Linked DNA regions of Gossypium hirsutum: region 2 is linked to region 1. Evidence: chromatin contacts called from public Hi-C data. All regions are on one chromosome and are shown on one strand. Each heading gives the region's core, a stretch centred on a gene start, on an enhancer-like site or on the middle of the called end of the contact. The rest is flanking DNA. Distances are from core to core; before and after follow the strand shown. Region 1 holds the start of LOC107893968 (sucrose transport protein SUC3). Region 2 holds the start of LOC107893950 (ran guanine nucleotide release factor).

Region 1 (7,690 bases), core at 1,432-3,931:
AAATAATGAAATAAATAAGTAAAAATTCATTAAAAAAATAAAATAAATAATTATCCCTTACATAAACCACCTTGAAATTTGTTTGTCAATGGTTGGCTATTGTTTTAATAGCCTGCTTTGTCCGTAGACTTGACTCAAAATTCCATTTGTCGGTGGTTTCCTTTTTCCATCTCAATAAATAAACGATCCTGATTTAACATTCTGATACGTGATATTCGTGACAGGTTTTAAATATTTATAATGAATCGTTCTTAAAACTAACTATTATCACAATGAAGGCAAATGTACCTATCGAACAGTAGTATAGCTTTAGCAAAACTGGATTATCGAACCCAAAGGAACTAAAAGTACTAGTATCAACTTTCTTTTTATTATCTAGCCTAAAAAATAAAAGGGTTTTGTTTATCTAACTAATTAACTAAACTAAGAAATCACAGAAAAGAAATTTGGGGAAAATACTTTTTGTAAAACTCGATTGATTAAGACAATACCTAAGGAAAAATCCACCTAGACTTCACTTGTTATTTGAGTTTGAATCAGACGACTTATTCATTCAACTTGTTCCGTAGAGATCTCTAAGTTAGATTATTATCTCTTTCGAGACTAACAACGTCTAACCCTAGATTGAATAATTGAAATCTCTTTCTAATTAACGCCCTAGGGTTGCATTAACTCGATCTATGGATCCCCTTATTAGGATTCACCCTAATTCGGCAAAATCTTGTCACCCTATCTCTAGGCACGCAACCAACTCCGCTTAATTATGACAAATTTAATCTTAGACAGGGTCTATTCCTTCTCTGAATAAGAGCTTAACGTGAATCAATATGCTGGAATATCAAAACAAGAATTAAGAACACATAATTAAGAACAATTCAAATATTTATCATACAATTCAGATAATAATAACAAGATCTGTCTTAGGTTTCATTCCCCTTAGGTATTTAGGGGTTTTAGTTCATACTAATGAAAGAACACATCTCAAAAGAATAAAAATAACAAAACATAAGAAAACCCAAAACTCCTGAGGGAATTTGAAGGGAGATCTTCAGCCTTGATGGTGAATTCGGCTTCTGAGATGGATCGATTGGCTTTCCTTGAGCAATTCCTTTCTTCCTCCCCTCCGTCCCCTCATCTAAGTGCCTCCTCAGGTGTTTAAATAGGCTTTGGAATGCCTAAGAGCCCTTAAAATTGGCCTTTTCCGAATTGGACTAAACTTGGGCTCGGCAGGGACACGCCCGTGTGCGATTGCTTAAGGCCGTGGTCAAGGCTGTTAAATGGGCACGGGCGTGTGATCTACTCGTGTCAATCATGCTTTGACCTTGCCAAAGGGACACGGCCATGTGGTCCGCCCGTGTGAGGAAGTCTAGGCCGTGTTGATTTCGTACGTTGGCCCATTTTCTCTGTTTTTGGCCTGTTTCTCGGTCCTTTCACTCTCCTATGCTCACCTAAGTATAAAACATGAAATTAAGGCATTAGGAGCATCGAATTCACCAATTTTAAGAAAAAATCATCCATAAAATGTGCTAAGCATGGGATAGAAATATGTATGAATTACGGTTTATCACATTCCGTCGTCGTTTCTTATCTTTGGTGTCAACTTTTGAAATTTGATCTCTAAGGCTTGTCATCATTATTAGTAAAAAACTAGAAAGTGGACACCACACTTAAAAAGATCCATCTTATAAAAAATAGGTTAATTTCATAAGATGTTCTCAAAACATGATCTAAATTTAAATTAGTCTTTAAATTTTAAAGTGTTCTAATTAAATTCTTAAAGCATCAATATTGTATCAATCAGGTCCCCTTGTTAGTTTAATCAATAGCTTGAACATAGTTGTTGTATCAAAATTAGCATAGAATATACTTAAAACATGTGGATCAAATTGTAAACTTATATACCTACTAAATAAACATGTTTAAAATATAAATATTAAAAAAATTGTTGGTACTTTCTAATTTTTTCCCTTTTTAACACATTAAATAAAAAAAATGTTATGTGATAGATACAAACATATTTATAATTTGATTCATATATTTTAAATATGTTCCACGTCGATTTGAGTAAAAGAAAGGACTTGACTTATACAATGTTAATAATTTAATGATCCAATTAAAATGTTTTAGCCAACTGTATAAAGGAGTAATGGTTAAGATTGTTTCAAGGATAGGATTCAAATCTTGTTAATTTAATTCCTCTCTCTAATTTGTAAGGTAAAAATAAAATAAAATATTTTTGAATTTTAAAAATTAACTAATAAAAGTATTATAGAGATTCTTGTACTAGGAATTAAATTATATTTTACCCCACTACTAAAAAATAGGCAAATTAGTCCTTATACATTCGATCAAAGAGTAAATTGTTCTGATAAAAAATTTACCCATCTCTATTGTTAAAACTAGTCCTTGTATGTCAAAATGAGGTATACATGGCATGCCACATGTAATTAACTAGTTATTTTGTCAGGCATGCCAATTTTTAACAGTAGAAATGGATGAAATTATTAAAAAAATTACTTTTTAATCTAATGTACAAGAATTAATATACCCATTTTTAATAAAGAGGGACAAAATATAATTTGACTCCAAATACAAAGCTCTATATGCTACTTTTACCGAAATTAATTTGAATTCCTTCGTTGGAATTAACCCAAGAAATCACAAAACGCAACCGCATTAAGGAAGATGTGACGTACCAAAGAAGAGCCAGAAGCGCGAGGGAACGAGCGACCGTAGTCCTTTCTAATATTGCAAAATTCCTTCACACCCGCCCAAATTTGACCTTTTTAACTTTAATCTCCTTTTCTTCTCTTGCTCTAGCAATTTAGATCTAAATTTTAATATACAAAAAGAGAACAATTTTATTTTCATTTTTCAATTTTCAATTTTCAATTTTTTCTTTTTTCATGGTATATTCAAAAGTTTTAATGTGAAAGGTTTTAATTGAGTTAACTAGTGGAGGATAACCAGCGGCTGAGTCAAAGAGGCTATGGCAGGAACGAGTGACTCAGTTTCTGTCAAGGTTCCTTACAGGAACTTAAGGAAAGATTCGGAAGTTGAAATGATCGACGATCCATATCATCGTCGGATCGATCTAAATTCGTCTCCTGGCTCTCCTTCAACTTCTGCTTCGCCGCCTTCGGCTAGATTTCCCAACGGAAACTCTAACTTATCGTCGCCGATCCACGTTAGATCTAAGGATTGTAGCTTGATAACTCTCGCTCTTAGTTGTACGATCGCCGCCGGGGTTCAATTTGGTTGGGCTTTGCAACTTTCGCTTTTGACTCCTTACATTCAGGTCCTTTTTTTGTGTGTGTTTTCCCTTAATACTTTTTTTATTTTTAAGTAACGGAGAAAATTAGGTTATTTACTATGCATGTTGTTAATTTTGAACTCTGTGCAATGTGTTTGAATTAGATCAGTGTTATTATTAGATGGCATGTTGTGCTTTGCTTTTGTTAATTTTATGAAATAGAAATAAAAGAATATCAGCGCCAAGTACTCTTTTGTTGATATTTTTGAATCATCAATTAGAAAGTATACACTGCAATACTTTTTCTTTATTGTTTAGTCGGTAATTTGCCTAATTTTCATGGATTTTTAGAAAGAATTTTGGGTGCAATTACAATTTGGAAAAGAAAGATTATGGCGTGAGAGAAAAACTCTTTATATAATTTCTTTCTATTTCTTCTCATAATTTCTAGAAATACTTGTAATTTTTAACATATCATAGAAGGCCCTCGCAGTGTTTGAAAAGGAATAAAAAAAAAAAGGAGTAAAAGGCTAGAATGCTTTTGCTTTGTTGATTATTGTCGTTCTTCTGAGAAAAGAAGAAAAAGTATGGCCATTGTTCGAAGAACATGTTTTAATCATAAAGTAATTCTCAAAATATTTTGTGAAACTGGGTAACATTATCTTTGTATTTATTTATTTTTTATTAGCCTCAGCCTTGATTCCTTTTCAACTGCTCTGAGCTTCTTTTGAGCTTATGGTGCATTTCCCTTGTTGTTTGACCATTCATATTGGCTGATTCATGCAGACACTTGGAATAGAGCATGCTTTTTCTTCGTTCATTTGGCTTTGTGGTCCAATAACTGGTCTTGTGGTAGGTGATGGGAACCATATTACATATAAATTTATATTGATGCCCTGTTCATTATTATGGTGGTGCAATAATTGATGTAAATGACTACACTTAAAAGATTGCTGTCTTTATATGTGATCTATTGAGTTGTTTTTATTTTGATCTTAGGTTCAACCTTGTGTCGGTATTTGGAGTGATAAATGCACTTCAAAATATGGAAGGAGACGGCCTTTTATCCTTGCTGGATCATTCATGATCTCTCTTTCTGTAAGCATTGAAGTGTTACATAATTCATTCTTATATACTATGTTTCTGGGTTTTATATCTGCTAAACTAAATTTTGTAATTTAGGTGATAATAATCGGATTTTCTGCAGACATTGGATACATTTTAGGTGATACGAAGGAGCATTGCAGGTATCATTTTCTGCTTTGATTTCTTCTATTCTTTTCTGGCACCCCCTGTCTCCCAAAAGAAAAATAGAAAGATATTGACCAAATAATGTATGCAATGCAGTACATTTAAAGGTACACGAACGAGGGCGGCTTTTGTCTTTGTTATTGGATTCTGGATGTTGGATCTTGCTAACAATACAGTGCAGGTAAGCCATCCATGGTGATTTTTTCTTACTTTCAAGTTTTCTGTTGTATAAGTTTGTGAATGATAGAATTTTTATTTTCTTAGGGACCAGCTCGTGCCCTTCTGGCTGATCTATCAGGTGAACTTCTTTCTTAAGAAAATGGAAACAATTTAGTCTGTACATGGTAACATTGTGACGTTTAGTTTTGATGCCTCTAATTTACGAGGTTGTATAATTTTACACTTCTTTGATACTGTGCATGACAAGATGCTGGATGACAGGTCCTGATCAGCACAATTCTTCAAATGCCATATTTTGCTTATGGATGGCTGTTGGAAACATCTTGGGGTTTTCGGCTGGTGCTAGTGGGAGTTGGCATCGGTAAAAATGTTTCCACCTGTTTTTACTGTGATGAAACAAACAATTATGGAGACCCAAGTTTTCTGTTTCATCTTATACTGCATTTAAATTTTGATCTAATCCTTATAAATGATCTCAATACAGGTGGTTTCCTTTCTTGGAAAGTAGAGCTTGCTGTGAAGCCTGTGCCAATCTTAAGGCAGCATTTCTTGTCGCTGTTGTAAGTAGCATTATGCATTGAAGTTTCACAAGGATAAATCTCTGTAGGATGTTATAGTGATATTCACCTCCTAAGTAGTACTTTCAGTACCCCCTTTTTTTTTGGTCAATTTATGGCTTGAATCATGGTACGTCACTTAGACATTGTTATCGATTCTTTAGACAAAGTATGCTAAGATGAGCATGACATTTACTATGATTGAAACTATTGATCCGAAATTCCATTTTCTTTGCATTTTGTGGACCACTAGTTTAATTTATCAATATCATGCTGATTCAATGAGCTACAAAAATCATTTTCCTTGTTCATGTATTTTCAGGAGTTGACCTAGAATTAGTTATTGATGCTACTGTATAAGATTAACAATGAAGTTGTTGTGTAGATTCTCTAATATATTTGAGTTTGTTTGAATGCTAATTTTGAGCATTCTGCGGTTGCACATGTTTCCTGACACTTTATTTGATGCCATCCTGTATGAGTTCAAAAAATCATTTGGCATTTGTGCAGGTATTTCTCTTCTTTTGTACTGCTGTGACTATATTGTTTGCTAAGGAGGTTCCGCTTCCACCGCCAGCAAACGAATCGACCCATATATCTGATTCTGCACCTTTGTTGGATGATTCCACACAAAATGGCTTTCAACACTCAAATTCAAAATCTGATGTGTCCGCTGTTGCCAATGCTAACAGAAGCACCGCTGAAAATGGATATGAGCGAGTTTCAAAATCAAGACATGCTAACTTGAAAGATACAAATGTTCAAAATGAAGTTTTCGGTGATGGGCCTGGAGCCGTATTGGTCAACTTATTAACCAGTTTAAGGCATTTACCGCCTGCAATGCACTCGGTTCTTATTGTTATGGCTCTCAGTTGGGTAAGTCTCAACAATTTGTTCTCTGCATTACATTTTATTTTTGAATTGCCATTGAGCCTAATATCTGTTGATTGATAGTAGACAGTTAAGGGTTGTTAGCATTTGTCTGATAGTTGCCTTCAATTTCACAACCCTTTCCTTTCCTTTCCCCCATGGGAAGCAAACATTAATTATTGTTGTTTTCATGTCTATTTGTATCTTATTTGCAGCTTTCCTGGTTCCCATTCTTTTTATTTGATACGGATTGGATGGGAAGAGAAGTATACCATGGCGATCCAAAAGGGAATGCTGCTGAAATAAAGTTGTATGATCAAGGTGTCAGAGAAGGTGCATTTGGTTTGCTATTAAATTCTGTAAGAACTCAAAATTGTGCACCAATTGCTAGTTTTTAGATTTTTCGTTCTTTTGCTCCATCTGTGGCATTAATGTAATATATTGTTCCTTGAGGGCTGTAGGTGATTTGATCTCTTCTTTACTCATTTAACAAAGTTTTTATATTTCTGTTAAATTTTGGTGTAGGTTGTTCTGGGGGTTAGTTCGTTCCTTATTAGACCTATGTGTCGACGGATGGGGTCAAGACTTGTTTGGGCAACAAGCAACTATACTGTATTTGCCTGTATGGCCATTACAGCTATCATTAGTTTGGTATCTGTCAAAGAATATACTCAAGGGATCGAACATGTAATTGGTGGGAGTGCAGCAATCAGGATTGCTGCCTTGGGTGTTTTCACCCTTCTTGGCTTTCCTCTGGCTGTATGTATCAAATGACTGGGAGTAAATTTCTATAAAATTTCTATATCCTGCCATTTTTGTTTAAAAAACTGATGCACTTTTTAAAAACTAATTTGTTTTTTTCTCTTTGTTCTTGTAGATTACCTATAGTGTTCCATTTTCTGTTACAGCAGAGTTGACTGCAGATTCTGGTGGTGGCCAAGGTTTATATCTCAATTATCTTTTCTAGTGTGTTTCTGCTTTATGCAGTTGCCAAATTTGGAAAATGTTGTAAGAATCTGCATGTTTTTTCAGGATTGGCAATTGGAGTTTTGAACCTTGCAATTGTCATTCCACAGGTACAGAATTAGACATGTTGGTAGATATTGTTCTTGTTATTACTGAAGATTTCTTGCTACTTCAGATGATTTCTTTTTTTCATAGTTCATATGGTCTAACCTAAATTGAGTTCCAAATATCTGAGTATTTTGAGTGCCTGTATTTAAAAAAGTTTGTATTCTGGTGATATTTTGGGTAAATAAAGCGAAATGTTGATTGTATTGTAAATTGAAACTTGTATTGTTTGTTCTCAGTTAGTCAATTTTAGTAAAAGCTGAATTTTAATGTATTATTGAATATTGATTTTATCAGATGATTGTATCTCTTGGTGCGGGTCCATGGGATGCTCTATTTGGTGGAGGAAATATACCGGCCTTTATTTTGGCTTCCTTCTGCGCTCTGGCTGCAGGGGTTATTGCAACTCTTAGGCTGCCTGATCTGTCAAGTTCCTTCAAGTCATCTGGTTTTCATTTTGGATAAGGATTCAAATGGCCTATATTGGGTGACTACCACTCTGTATATT
Region 2 (7,690 bases), core at 2,408-4,907, 800 kb before region 1:
GGTAAATATATTTAAACTTGATTCATGACATGATTTAATGAAATAAAATAAAATGGTAATGTAGAAAATGGAACGTTGATATACGAATAAAATTTCGAGCTAATGAATGACAATGATATGAATATACTAATAAAACAATTCATAATATATATAATGGCGGCGATAATCACATAATATATACTACTTTAATACTAAAATGAACAATCAAAGGAAAAAATAATAATAAAATAAATAATAAAATAAATAATAATAATAATAATATGCACATAAAAAAAGATTACAATAGGACAAGGAAAAAAATAAATAAATACATAAATAAATATAGAGGAAAATGGTTTATAAAATATTGAAAACAAAGGACCAAATTAAAATGTAAATGAAATTAAGGTTGCAATTTGTAATAAAATACATAAATAAGTAATAGATAAAATAATAATAGTGAGAAAAAAAGAAAAAACACAAAAAGAAATAAAGAAATAAATAGATAAATGTATAAATATATAAATAGATAAATAAATACAAAGGAAAATAAAATATAAAAGATCGGAAGTAAAGGACTAAATCAGGATCTAAACAAAATTTAAAGTAAAAATCATAATAAAATAAACAAATTAAACAATAAAATAAAGTAAGGGATTAAAATCAAATGCGGGAAGGAAAGACGGGGATCAATTAGGCAATACTCCTCTTCTCCTTTAAACGCAGCGTTCCTTGGAGACTTAATAGTCAAAGGACGAAAATTAAAGATAACAAAATCAAATGGGTAAATTTAAAAAAAAAAGCTAAAATAAGGACCAGATTGAAAAATAGTCCAAAAGCAGAATGACTGAAAGGGTAAATAGACCCTTAGTCCAAAAACACGCGGATCCTAGGGTCTTGGGTCGAATCTCGAGTCAAAGGCCAAAACGACGCCTTTCTGGGGTGTTAAAATCAGCCCTAAAACAATGTCGTTTTACAGGGCCTATAAAAGCTATTTTTTAATTTCATTTTGCACTGTTTCTTAAAAAAAAATTGAGAGCTCTCTCTTTGCTCTCTGGTCCCTTCTGAGCTCTGGTTGTCAGGCCACCGCGGCCACCAGCCGTCAGCGATGGCGACTGACGTCTCCGGTGGCCGAAAAATTTCAAAAAATCTCCTTTTTGCCTTTAAAAAAAAAGGCCTTAGATTCTAGATCCAAAGGCAAATGCCTAAAAAAATAAAAAAGAAAAAAAAATCGACTTTCGCCCTTTTCTACCACACCTTTTCGTGTCTCCGAAGCCCAAACGACACCCTAATAGGTTCGGCGGCTTTCATGATTGGAGAAAGGCTCCAACGGCGGCGCGATACCAAGAGACAAGTAAATATTTTTTATTTTATTTGTTTACTTCGATAAAAATAAAAATAGGATAAATCACCTTTGAAAATTTTGTATGTTGTTTTTGTTGATTGTTGTTTTTTGTATTCAATTTCTCTGTCCAAAAAAACAATACATATTGAATCTGGCCTTTATAGCCAAATTTACATATTATTTTCTTTTTCTTTTTTCTGTTTCTGCTATATACTATTTCTTTTTATTATTCTTGCTGTTGTTGTCCATTTTTCATTCTTTTTGCAGGTACCTTTGGAGAGTCAACGACGAGGCAAAAAGCATGCCCTTGCCATTTTGGTGAAACAGCGGCAAAGGCACGTTAGGCCTCGGGCAGCGTGCTCGTTCACGTGGAGGGCAGTGACACTAGAGGCTAGGGTTTTTTTATTTTATTGAAAACTTAGTTTAGGTTATCGGACCTAGGCGATTAATTTTTTTTTTGGGCTTGTAATATTGTAATTCGACTGTTTTTAATTTGGACTTTTAATTTTTTTTTATTTGGCTTGGTTTGGGCCTTGGCAAAAATGGCCTATTACAGGATTAATATGATGAATGTTAATTTTTAATATTATTAGCTAATTATAATTTTTTATCAAATCAACTCTAAAGTCCAAATTAAATATTAATAAGTTAACACTATTATGCTCATGTGCCAAAATGTATAAATTTTTTCAAATAGGTGTCACATTGTATAAAAAATAACTTCGGTAACTTATAAGAAAAAATATCAAACTAAAATACAAAAATTATTTTTTGGTCATTCTATTTTTTTTGTCAATTTAATCACTCTAATCAAGATAACTACTCGAATTTGTCAATGTCGTTATGTTAATCCATTAACGGATTGGTAATGTGACATTTTTCTTTGACTTTTGACTAAAGCTAGGGCCTCTTTATAATTAGTCTAAAAAATATATTTTTTGATTTGTTTGTAACATGAAAATTTCAATGGTGTATCATCAACATTTGAATCTTTTTAAGGAAGAGGGAATCCGATGACAACAACGATGAATCATGGCTATGATCCCACCTTTTTTGATGAGTACACTTGTCAACATAACACCATTGACCACCCTACCGCCACCGACTACCACGATCGTAACAGGAGGAAAATAAAAATCAGTTTATTTTAGAATTCAGTCTTGTTATAGTATTATCAATCATGTTAGTCATGATTCACGAATAAATGGTATGTTAGACTTAGAGTTGAGTGTCAAATATATGTGGTAATGTAGCACATTGTCTGATTACATGCAATTTGGAACTGACAGGAACTGAATAAGTTATTTCAGGGAATTTCATCAAAGGTAAGTTGTGTCTGATCTGCTGAAGCATTTGTTTGGTTTCATTCATTTGATATCTCACAATCTTATTTCACTTGTACTTCAATGCTTCATTAGGTCAAATGGTAAATTCAATGGAACTAGGGATGCGGTTCAAGAAGAAAATTCAAAGTAATTTTCGTTGTTCTCTGCAATTTGCTCACATTAGCTTTGATTTCTCAGTACATTTCTGTCATTACCACGCAGCCATTGCTCATCTGGGGTTAAACTGCAGGGTTCGACTTCAACGAGTTCTCAAAACTAGGAAGAATGTACTAATTTCTAAAGAACAAGCAACGGCTCATGCTCGTGCTTTGGTTGCCGGTTATGATTTATGAACCCGATAATATCAAACATCTCATATCATTCGCGGATGCTTTCGGTGCTTCACAATTAAGGTAAACCAATGATTTCCATCAGTTAGGACTGCATTTCTATAGATATAATGGAAGCTTACTGGTATATTGGTTCGAAATTTGCAACATTACTTGAGGCCATGGAAGCTTTAACATGATGAAGGTTCTATGCATTTTTTTGTGACATAACTTTTATTTGTTCTGATTTTTCTTTTATTGGAAAAGGGTAGAGTCATGGTAATGGGCTTATCGTCCTCGTCAAATTCCCTCTTCTTAAAAAAGATTTAAATGTTGATGATATCATAATTAAAATCTTCATATTATAAATAAATAAATAATATTTTAAACTAATTACAGAAAAATTCTTAATTTTAGTCAAAAATTAATAAAATGCCATATCAGTAATCAATTATTAGATTAATAAATTTTTTAATAAAAGTAATGAATTCTAATAATTATCTTAATTAAAATGAGAGTAACTTATCGTTCTTCTCTTATCCTAACGTGCTTGCATGGTTATCGAATTTATCATCAAGTACGACGTCGTATTCCCTTCAGGGGGCTTACTGAAGAAAATTACTCTTTTACCCTTATTGTTTACCTTAAATTCCAAGACAGAGATGGCGTAATTCAAACGCTCTCCTCAAACAGTCCTTTATATTAAAAGCACCATACAAAAAAAAAAAAAAAAACCCGCGTCTTCTACAAAATTCTTCTTCTTCTTCTTCTTCAAAAAAAAAAGAACCCGGACCCTTTTTCGTCTTCGCGTCGTCTCTTAGTAAAAATCTGTTCTTCGCCATTTCTTTTTTCTTTTTTGATTTTCTGTTCAGTGGACATTTTCAGTAAAAATGTCTGCAGATTTATTATCTGAAAGGCCTTTGTTCGGTGGAGCAATCTCAACTACTTTTCCTCTTAGGTTTCAGGTTACTTTATTTATTTTTTCTTCAATTTCATGCTCTATGGTAGGTTCAATTCTGGTTTTAGTCCTTCTACCATGTTGAATTTAATTTTTAAATTTTAATTTGGTATTATTTTGTCTTTTATAACGTTTGATGACACTTTTAGTGATTTCTGTAAAAGTAATGGCATATAATTTTTTTTTATCACAGTATCGGAGTAACGTGAAAATATTAAACCATGTTCAAATTCAACGACTGTAAGTCAAATGCACTTAAGGTTGTTTTAAGAAGAATTTCATGTGATCAATTTAACGGCAGCAAATAAATAAGTGTTTTCAGTTTGGAGAAGATCAAATCATGCCCAATTAAAGTAGAACATTAAATCTTAAATTTCAGCATGGTAGAGATATTATAACTAGATAATTACAATAATTATATAACTAAACTCTGTTTTTAACATTGTTCATTATTGTAGGATGTCAGTAACATCAGGCAAGTTCCCGATCATCAGGTTAGTATATCGTTCTCTGTTTTCCTTTTTGGTACTCTTTATTTTTAATTTGTTTATTTATCTGATCGTCTTTCTTTTCTTGTGTGTGTGTGTGTGTTGAAATTAAAGGAGGTTTTTGTGGACCCTGCACGTGATGAGAGCTTAATATTTGAGTTACTAGATTACAAGCATGATGTTGGAGATGAAGGGAGTGCTGTCTGGTTTATTCAAGATCTTGCCATTGAACAAGATGGTGAAGGATTCACGGTAGTCTTTTATGTTCTCTTATGTCATTTTCTCGATTCTATAGTAGTTAGGAAAGTGTAATTTAAAGCAATTTTGATTTTACAGATTTAGGCTTATCATTTGAGAATTTTACATCGTTCCATTACCCAATATAGGATTTGTTGGTTTATGGCATTATAATGTAGCTAACAGTACTGCCCTCAAACTTTGATAGGATATCTGGTCTAAATATAGTGGTCTAAATAGTTTTCTTTTTCCTTGTACTACATTTTTAATTCTTGGTTCTTTATTTTAAATTTATTTTCTTTTGGATTATGGAGTATACTCCACAAAAGAGAATGATTGGTTTTTGGCCGATAACCTCTTGGCCTAGGGGAAAGATTCTTGTGTTCTATGGAGCAAAAACTTTGTTCAATCCTTCGCACATCTCTGCCCCTACCCCCAATTCAAAAAATGATTGGTTTTGCCTGTATGGCTAATTGGCTATATCATTGTTAATGAAATAAGAACTATAAGCTCTACCTGTTCTTTGACAATTAGGATACTGTGTTTTATGCATTGGTCTGGTTGTCTTTCATATTTCCTTAGGTCCAATTGATGTTAAAGACATTCGGTACATTGTTTCTGCATGTTCTTTTGTTTGCTTGGCAACTGTTTGAGACTTGATATGGTTTAGCCTAACATTTTCTTTCTTGCTATATGTTTCAGCTGCTTGAGCAGTCAACAGTGGTTGAGGCTCCTGGATTGTGTTACAAAAACATTCCAGCCATTGTTACAACTGCAGTTGGCCAAATGGTATGAGTCATTTAGCAGACATTTGCTTAGAGTTCCATTGTTACTAGTTTCAACTTTCATTTTTCTGTTGTCCACAAATATCTGCCTTGCCAAACTTTATTCTCTTCCTCGAGTCTCAATATTTCTTACTCTTAACATTCTATCATCTTAATCTACATGCTTGGCACAGTAACCTTTAAATTCTACCAGACTATGTCAGATTGGATACTCTCTATGTGCTGTTCATTGACTTAAATGATAATGTGTTCCTTCATTGTGTGTGCTATTATGAATATGCATGTGCGGGTGTAAAAGCTAGAATTTAGGTTGATTGCCTCTAGCATATTTTTATGTTAATACAGAGGGGATGCATATGTGAGACTTACGAATAATATTTTCTTTATAGCATGTTTCGATTATTGACAGACTGAAATTGTAAGATTAGATGATATTAGCAAGGTAAAAAAACTGTTGGCAATGGTCTGAACTTGTGTTGGGAAGTTCTGAAACAATTAATCTTAAATTTTGGGTGCATGTCTTGTATCTTCAATGTCATGAACTTTTTGCTATGATTGATCCGCCCCAATACCAGATGCAATTTCTCCTGGTTAGAGCAAAGCAAAAGGTATTGCTTTATTGTTGTTAGTCTGTATTGCCAAGACTGTCAAATGGTTCATTGTAGACTGTCTGGGACAGTAATATGTGTCTTAATGCCTGGTTACTATACCACCAGTTAGATTGGTGGTTGGATATTAGTTCTTGACTTTCATTGCTTCCCTTCTGTCTCTCATATCTTTTAATCCCTTCTATGCATAGGCTGTTTCTAAGGGACGGCAAGGAAGAGAAGCTCAGAATATTATCAAGGTAACATTTCTTGTGTTTTCAGCTTTCGCAATTTTTATTCAGTTCTAAACTGAAAAATGGTTTCTTGATGAATATCCATGAAGGTCTATCTTGCAAACATACGTCTTAAGGAAGTAGGAACAGATGCTCTGATCACTGCATATGAGCCCATCGTGATAAAGTAAGTGTTAAAGCGTCACCGCTGTTTTTTCTGTAGAGAAATATCATGACATATCATTTTGTTGTTCTTTTATCATTTAAGACATTAATATAGCAAACATAATATTAAAAACCTGTTTCAGTAACTGTTTCTTTTCTAACTTGTTGGGAAGTAATGTGACCAAAAGTTCTGATTGCCCCATCGACTTTGGAATTACGCGGTCATTTATGTATAACACTTTTGCTACCATCTATTATGATTGCAGTCCATTGAGTGAAAGCGCTAGTGCAGTTAGTGCAGGATTAGCTATTCCTGCGACGCAATCTGGATTCATGCCGATGGTTGAAATCTTTAAACTAGCTGTTACAAACTTCAAAATAAATGACTGGGGCCTTTTTAGCCCTAGTGTTTGAGATGCGCTAAAAGGCTGCTACTTGGCAGGTAAAGAAGTAACCTCTTTTTTGTCCTGAAACAATGTTGATGTTTTATATGCCTCGGCAGTTTTTGATATTTATGCTGGGGTCCCTGAACCCTTTGTGATCACGTTTTAGAAATTGTAGAACATTTATTCACGTGTATCATATAATAGCTTGTAATTTCAACAGTGGTTTTAGAAAGACTTTTGATGGTAAAAGCACTTTGTTTAGTATTGCTTTTGCTGTAAAAAGAGTGCTTTTAGTCAAAAATACTACACACATCACAATGTAATAATGTATTTATTTTTTGTTGATCTTTGGGCTGTGGTGTTCATTCGACGGTGATTTTGAAGGAGCCCGAATAAAGCATTTCGTCCAAAACCCAAAAGGATTCATTTACAGAAAGAGAGGTTTAATACTGTGAAATAGACCTCTTATTTAGGCAGGTCGGATCAATGTGTCATGGTAGGTTAATTTGAGTTCTAGAGTTTTTTGGGCTATTTTAGATTGGTTTAATATAACATTTGGTACCTAAACTCAATTATTTTCCCTAATTTGGTACAAAGATTTTTTTGTTTCAATTTGGTACTTGAATTTGATACTTTTTCTTAATTTGGTATCCAAATTTGATACTTATTTTTAGTTGGGTACCCAATTTAGTATTTGAACTTGACAATTTTTTCTTAATTTGGTACCTAATCTTTTGTTTTGGTTCGATTTGGTATTTGAACTTGTCAGAAAGTTATGCAAATTACTTCATTATACTAACAATGTTAATTTTTTTGGTAACAAAAATAATTAATTTATGATTGATATGTGATAGATGAAATGATTTTTTTTTT

Evidence for each region. Hi-C and Micro-C count contacts between places; a contact is called where the count stands out from the background.
Region 2: a contact with region 1 is called in a Hi-C map of leaf, with 3 times the contacts expected there. The contact joins the promoter of LOC107893950 here to the promoter of LOC107893968 in region 1. A contact is called at or near these places in 6 of 34 Hi-C or Micro-C datasets (callus, hypocotyl and leaf).

The regions. Positions count from the first base shown.
Region 1 is chrA13:19,024,112-19,031,801 of Gossypium_hirsutum_v2.1, reverse strand. It overlaps LOC107893968 (sucrose transport protein SUC3), which reads left to right and starts at 2,681. Exons shown (of 16, transcript XR_001683077.2): 1 at 2,681-3,298; 2 at 4,040-4,105; 3 at 4,253-4,351; 4 at 4,436-4,500; 5 at 4,601-4,685; 6 at 4,769-4,802; 7 at 4,946-5,045; 8 at 5,169-5,244; 9 at 5,752-6,117; 10 at 6,327-6,470; 11 at 6,637-6,870; 12 at 6,989-7,052; 13 at 7,144-7,187; 14 at 7,480-7,690.
Region 2 is chrA13:19,820,266-19,827,955 of Gossypium_hirsutum_v2.1, reverse strand. It overlaps LOC107893950 (ran guanine nucleotide release factor), which reads left to right and starts at 3,657. Exons shown (of 7, transcript XM_016819111.2): 1 at 3,657-3,943; 2 at 4,395-4,430; 3 at 4,539-4,676; 4 at 5,364-5,450; 5 at 6,246-6,293; 6 at 6,377-6,453; 7 at 6,698-7,200. The coding sequence starts at 3,869. The coding sequence ends at 6,845.